Linked DNA regions of Mus musculus: region 2 is linked to region 1. The links are chromatin contacts, called in public HiChIP or PLAC-seq maps. All regions are on one chromosome and are shown on one strand. Each heading gives the region's core, a stretch centred on a gene start, on an enhancer-like site or on the middle of the called end of the contact. The rest is flanking DNA. Distances are from core to core; before and after follow the strand shown.

Evidence for each region. HiChIP or PLAC-seq counts read pairs in DNA pulled down with a chosen protein or histone mark.
Region 2: a contact with region 1 is called in a RAD21 HiChIP or PLAC-seq map of pro-B cells, with 2.2 times the contacts expected there. The contact joins two enhancer-like sites. A contact is called at or near these places in 4 of 39 promoter capture datasets (the C10 cell line, hippocampal neurons, pre-B cells and 1 more), 1 of 15 datasets of contacts at CTCF or cohesin (pro-B cells) and 2 of 484 Hi-C or Micro-C datasets (large pre-B cells and olfactory sensory neurons).

The regions. Positions count from the first base shown.
Region 1 is chr17:90,128,895-90,132,590 of GRCm38.p6, forward strand. All of the region lies in intron 21 of Nrxn1 (neurexin I), which reads right to left. Among named protein-coding and RNA genes, the nearest start is that of Gm41653, 150 kb to the left of the region's middle. Within about 2 kb of position 2,102, at least 2 of the 459 cell types and tissues checked have an H3K27ac peak or open chromatin away from gene starts, as enhancers often do. A contact at or near this core is called in pro-B cells, where this site is marked.
Region 2 is chr17:90,269,276-90,272,971 of GRCm38.p6, forward strand. The region is part of intron 18 of Nrxn1 (neurexin I); the gene reads right to left. Among named protein-coding and RNA genes, the nearest start is that of Gm32337, 190 kb to the right of the region's middle. Within about 2 kb of position 1,551, at least 12 of the 459 cell types and tissues checked have an H3K27ac peak or open chromatin away from gene starts, as enhancers often do. A contact at or near this core is called in pro-B cells, where this site is marked.

The DNA of each region.
Region 1 (3,696 bases), core at 852-3,351:
CTCATGCAAAACCTGGTAGAAAAGTATTTCTCTTGCAGGATTTTGATAGTCTTATCCCGAAATATCCAAGCGAATATTTATGAAAGTATGCATTGTAATATAAGCGCACACTGAGTTAAAATGCATGAGTTGCCCTCAAGTAAATATGTAAATGTATAAGGAATTTGGTTAGTTTTTCTTCCTGACATTTTACTGAGTAAGAAACAGCACTCCATGATATTTTAAAATATTATTCAAAATAGTTTTTTATATATTTAGATCTTATTCCTTCTCCTTTCCCAATTCCTCTTAGATTCTCTTCACCTCCTAACTTCACGTACTTTCTCCTTCTTGACAAGATCAACAAACAAACAAAATAAAAATCAAGAAGAGCCAAATAAATAAACAAAACCCAAACTAAAAATATACACAGAGTTGGAGTCCTGTTTGTGTTGAGAAACTACCACTAGACATGAGTCCTGCTCTGGAGGATGTGGTTGATCTAGCCTGTGATACAGCATTGCAAAACTGATTTCCCCTGGCTCTGCAGGTTTTAGTGTCAGTATCTCCTTGGTTAGGTGAAGAACTTGGTGTTCATTTTCTGTTCTTTGTTAGGATTTTGTGATTGAATCCCATGCTGTGCTGTCACAGTCTCTGTGGGTTCATATGTGAGGATACTTTAAGAAGACTCCTGTATTCGAAGTTGAATACAGACTGAGCTAACTAGGTAATCAAAACTATGGTAGTGGAGACACAAAAAGGAAGCAACCTGGGGTTGGCATGAAGCTCAGTTGCTTCAGTGACACGGGAGGAAGGATGCTGTGTCCCTCGCCGTAAGGGCCTTTTATGGAGTTCCAATCAACTCAGCTTAAATTGACTTTAGAGAGATTGACTTAATCTCTGTGCCAGTGAAAATCAGGTGGAGAGAAGAGGCGATGCATGTAGGGAGAATAGGCGAAACAGTGTGTTCTCAGACTTATGCTCTAAAAAAACCCTATGCTGAAGAGTAGGCTGTCACTCTTTCTGAAACAGCAAATGGGAGAGCTACAATGTCCATGACAATGAACCCGTGACGTCTAAAACTCTCGAAGCCCATTCAACCATCCACTACCTAAACTCCAGGCAGTTCTTTTTTATTTCAACACTGGAGAGAGAAGATAGATCTTAGTTTACAGAGTCTAAGATATGATGCTCTTAACAGACATCTGATCAGCATCTCATGAAATAAAAGTAACTAGAGACCCCTACCATGTAAATTCTTTGAGCCTCTCTGGGTGATGAATGGGATACTGAAGGGGAAACATTACTGTTGTTATTTATGCATGCTAATGTTTCAATTCCATATCCTCTGCCTTCTTTAGAATATGCAGTAACAGTGATAAAGTTGTCAGAAATGTTTTTGAAATGAAAAAGCAAAATTATCCAAAATCTACCCCCTCGTCTCCATGATAACAACACAATAACACTATCAAGGGAGGCAGACGTTAAACAGTAGAAGCTAGAACTGAATAAAAATCTAAGAAATTGGAAAGAGTCCCGTGTTTGGGAGAAGTGTGGCTTTGTAACTACCAAACATGATCATTTTGTTTTCCAATTAAAGTGTAATAGCCAAAGAGCAAATTATCACCCAGGGCATCTTCAGGAGAAGCTCAGTGACTTTGCGCTTATGTAAATGAAGTCAAGTTTTCTACAGAGTGTTTTCTTTGGGTAAAGATTAGAGAAGCACACAAATAGGACCTTTCAAAACCCATCCCGCACTACAATTCAGGTATGACTAATCAATTTACAAAAACCTTCAAATTCGGAAGTACATTTAAATTTAACTATAAAAATACATGATAAATAAGAAATGATTGGCATCATTTTGTGCCAATGATTGTGTGTGTGTGTGTGTATGTGTGTGTGTGGGGGGCAGGGGGAGGTGCAATATACTACTGCAACACCAGAGGTTTACACCTTGGGCCCCTGTGTTCCCATTCTGAGAAAGTCATGCTAGCGCTCGTTCTCAGGAACTCCTTTGGAGGGCGCTATTTAGGTTCTGTGGTTGAGATTCTGAATGCGGATGCTGTTATTCTAAGACAGGAAGCTGTGGGTTTCGACGTGATGGATGGCTGACTTTGTCTAGTGTGATAAACCTTTAACCTGTTATAAACCTGGCACTTTCCCTGCATTGGAAGCATGTCAAAGGGCTCCCACTGAGCTGAACTGTTAACCTTCTTCGTGAACACGGAGAGTATGTGAGAGTCTGGCAGGACAAATGATGACTCTTCACCAGTACAATACTCACAGCGCTACGCCCAGAACCCCCCCCCCCCCCCCGCAGCATGGATGCACTGGAATTTTCTCAGACGATTATGTATAGTGCTGACCAATGTTTCTCTCTCTGCTGATGTCTGCTATGTATTAAGGAGGACAGAACTTTCTGATGCCTATAAAATTACTTTTTAAATGACCAAAGCTTGCTTTGTTTGCTACAGAAAGATCAGGGACCTTTGACGGCATGAGGGACTACTGAATCCTTCAAAGCAAAGGCGTACAAAGATGATGTGAAAATTACTATTGTGCCCATTCCAAATCCTGGCTGTATGATAAAATGCTGTGGCTGCAGAAATTCTTTACTTGATGTATCATAAACTTCTATAATTATCGCATTTTTCTTGATTCTTTTAAAATGTATGTATGTATGTATGTATGTATGTATGTATGTATGTGTTATGTATTTACATCCCAAACTCTGCTCCTCCTCTCAGTCACCCCTCACAGAGTCCCTATGTGATATGAGGGCAAAAACAAACAGTAACAACAAAAAAGATAAAATCAACACTTTTTTGTACCCACAAGTAAACTTCTAAAATTCAGACTATTGGTTCAATAGGAAAAGTGTATAATGCATATATGTATATGTGTGTGTGTGTGTGTGTATATATGTATAATATATGTGTGTGTATGTATACATATGTATGTGTGATAGATACACATACACACACACACTCTCACAGACACACACACACAGACACACACACACACACACACACACACACACACAGACACACATACACAGACACACACACACACAGACACACAGACACACACATCTATAGCTCGATATTTGTAACCATTATGGAGGAGCAATCAACTCCTGAGCAATCCTCCTCTCATCTTTCTTTCTGTTTCTCCTTAGTGATAGAGTGAAGATGCCTGTTTCAGCAAGATTTTGCTTTCCTTGTATATAGACAGAACTTACTGTGCTAACAGAGATATAACTAGAGAAATGGGAACATCAACTGCCCTGACCTCAGCACCTTACATCCATCTCAGTGAAAAGAGTGACTCTGCATTTGGGAATACAGAGACCGATTTATTGAAGATATGTAGGAGGCAAATAAAGGTAAAGGAATAGGCTGGAGGTCAGGTAGCAAGCAAACTGAACTTCATAGTCCTTAATCACTCCCTTTGCTTTGCAAATCCTTCCAAAACATGACCTCATCTGTGCGCTCATCCTCCCCAGTGGGTAGAGCTCAATTACTCATCCCATCCCTTAGCACAATGGAGAGCTCACTTTTGCTCCACCCTGGTTGACTCTATTGACCCCCCCCCCCGTATGTTTTCTTATATTCAGTTTAGTATGGGCTCGAGAAGGAGGTTGAGAGCTGCTGAGGACAAGGGCATGCCTATCCAATGGCTCCGTGCTTGCCATTGAAGTCAAACTTCTTTGCA
Region 2 (3,696 bases), core at 301-2,800, 140 kb after region 1:
ATGGACAGAACAACAGAAAAAGGTCAGAAAGCTAGAGGAATGTCATTACACACAAAAGCTCTGGCAGATACTGCCACCTACAGGGATTAAAAAAATACTGGGTTTAATATCGTTCCCATCTCAATTATTCATAAATCTAGAGAGTGGGACATTCCTTAGCTGATCTCAGTGAAACAGGATAGATAGACCTTGTATTAAATCATACTCTTTGAGAATGTACCATACACACACACACACACACACACACACACACACACACATGTATGTATAGGTATACTAAACTAGGCCAGTAAAATTTAACAGAGCAGTAAGGAAGATTTAAAGACATATTGCATTATCTCAGTGATAATTTTTGTTAGTAGAAAAAAATATATATACATATGTATATATGCACTCATTCTTACACTTCGTCACATACACACATACTAACACACACATGCACACATGCACATATATACACATTTTCAACCAAGATGGCTGTGGTTCACAGGTAGCAGCTAAAGATTTTGTTTCATTGCATGCTCATTTTAAGATTATGTTGCAGTTACAGTGGAAAGTCTCAGATATTGAATGTACAGACCCGTCTTTCTTAAATATAGTATAATGAGTATTTACTTGGTTATTTGAATGATATCAGATTAGAAAAGAAAAATGATGGAGTATTTGTATGCAATCAAATGTATGATTTTTAAAATATTATTGGAAAATAATTTCACCTCACATAAATGAGAAAAAGATAGTATGAATAATTCTCATTAAATTTACTTACTAAATGTCAGTGTGTCAGGTGTGTGTGTATACATGCACATGCATGTATGCATGCACATGTGCATAAGGAGCCTCAAGTTTGCATTTGGTATCTCACCCTATCAGTCTACACCTTATATGTTGAGGCAGAGTCTTGTAGTTGAACAAAGAACTCATTGAGTTTGCTGGTCTGGCTAGCCAGCTTGCCCTGAGTCCTTCTTTCTACTTCCTTGAGGGTAGCCATATACACTCACTCAAGTTTTAAAAGGTTTTGGAGACCCAGCCCCTGGTCCTCACATCTGCACAGCAAGTACCATATCTCTTTAGCCATTTCTCCAGCCCCCAAAATTGACCACATTTTTTCCCAAATTTTTATTAGGTATTTTCTTCATTTACATTTCAAATCCTACCCACCCACTCCCACTTCTTGGCCTTGGCGTTCCCCTGTACTGGGGCATATAAAGTTTGCAAGATCAAGGGGCTTCTCTTCCCAGTGATGGCGGACTAGGCCATCTTCTGCTACATATGCAGCTAGAGACACGATTTTTAAATGTCAATTGGTGACTTTTAGCTGCTCAGGCTGTCAGTTGTCTCTGCTGCATTATGAAGGTTCAAGCATGGTCGTTCCTACTTCTCTGTAACCTAGCTTACAGTAGAAAACTATGTAGTAGGCTATTTGTAATTATCTTTCATAAGATTAAATGCCAATTTGAAGAAAGAAACAAATATCTTCTATATCGTGGGTCAGTGGAGCATGAGAGGAAGCCTGGTAACAAACTAAAGACTGGAAGCCCCAGAGACCTCGAAGGGACAGTAGGCGCTTCACCTGCTCCTGGCACTAGGCCCCCGTCATGTAGCTGCAATCCCCATACAGAGATTTGTGGCCATCAGTAACATAAAGGCAATGCCCCAAGCCCCTCCACATGAAGAGAGGCATCCCTAACAGCTCAGACCAAGACAATAGGAAAAGAGATGTGACCACAGTCACAGAGTTCCAAAGCAGATTTCTTCATGCTCATGAGGAACCTAAAGGCTGATAGAGCATTGCCAGTAATTTCCCTGCCCAGACATTTCTCCTTGCAAACGTTTTTTAATCTCAGGCCCACCCTGAGAGGTGGGGTATGGTTTTGCTCATCCATTTTCCACCATGACAATAAACTGGTTAGAACAATGGTCTGTCTCTTTTCATTGAGATCCACTGTGTGGAGTCATTGACCTTCAGAACCACAGCCTGCTCTCCTGTAGAAAGCCTCTCTCTACTCCCAGTCACAACCTCCACCAACCCTGCATCCATCCCTCAAGCCAAGGACTATCCTTGCTGGGATAAGCTAGATCTCCCCTTTCTTCCTGCCCTGCCACGCCCTCCAGTGAAGTCTGCTTGACAGGCTGAGAAGCCTAGAAGCCACTCATGAGGCAAAGAGTTTCACAAAAACTCACCTCCTGGAGTTTTGGCGTTCTCATTAACCCATACACTCCTACCCTATTCTCGTGTTAGTCTGATGTATGGATCCACGTGCTCTCTTTTAGTATTATTTTATTATAAGTGCTTTTTAAGATTAAATTCTGATATAGTTAAGTCTCCCACCAGTGTTCCAAGGCCCCAGAGGCTGGACAAGCTTGGAATCCGGCAGGAATGCAGTAAGGAAGTTACCTATTCAGTAACTAATTAAGCATTACAAAAGACGGAGCCAGTAGCTCAGAGCTGGTCTGCAAAGTATTTACTAAGGACAGTAGCAAATCACACCCAAACAAGGGAATACCATAAAAGAGCCAGAGAATCCCTCTGAGATAGAAATCTTCAGTACAGGCTACATTGCATATTAGAAGCAAGTTGGTGAATTCTTCTGTCAAATGGAGATTCTCCAGATTCTTAAAAGTTACACTCATATAAGAATTTAGCAAGGCCTAGGAAATAGGGGGGGTTGTGATATTGCGTTATTCATGAGGTCTGCTAAGAGCAGAACCCCCTGGTGCTAGCCTTCACAAGGTTCAAAGGTATAGCACTAGAGTGTGAAATCCTTACCTGTCATTAAGCTGACCCTAGGTAAGACTGCTTTATCTTTACTGTAAACATTTACCTGGTTCCTGTAAGTCCCTTTGTAGTCATTCCTTTGTTTTGTGTCAGGTAACTTCAATGTACTGTGCCTGCTGTGACTTCCTATCCCTTGTATTTTCTGTGCTATATAAGACTGGTGTTCACTTTGTGACAACACATTCAGATTCTACATAATCTCGCATTATGGTGGGTCTGTCTGTCACCCACCAACTCCTTGCCCATCTGCACCCAGAGATCCATTCAACCCAGACAATGGGACCCAGAGGGTCTGCAGCACTGCCCTAGTCTAGAGGCAGCCTGCAGGCCCACCCACCCACTCCTATTCCCACTCCACCCCTGACTCCATTCTCTGCTCTTCTGTTACACCCAGCTGCATCTGGATGTCCAACAGTCTGAGAATTCCAGGGTCCCAGCCTCGTGGCAGGCCCAGGGACCTCAGAACAAGCTCCAGCTTTCCTAAACATAAGACTGTGCTTTATCATGCCTGGAGTGGTGGCGTGGGGTAGAGTGCAGTCAAAATCCCCGTGTTCTGCCTCTCCAAGGAGCTGTGCCCTGTGACGGATGGGTCAACAACTCTACATATATGACTAGGATAGTATGAGTTTTTGACAAGTACTTGGCTGTTTCTATGAATTTTGTTTACTTCCTCATAAATTACCTCTGTTCTGTGGATTGCTAGCTTATTGATTCCTAGCTATATTTGGCCAATAATTTTGGAGCAAGAGATAACTATGTGGGGTTCCATTTATCATTTTCACAAAATAAACAAACACTTTGGAGCAGTGGAAGGATGATAGTACTCAAGCTATAGACAAACAGTTGATGAAATTGGTGACCAATAAACAGTAGATAATGGAAATCTTGCATTTGATAGGTGTTTAAGAGGTCAGTGG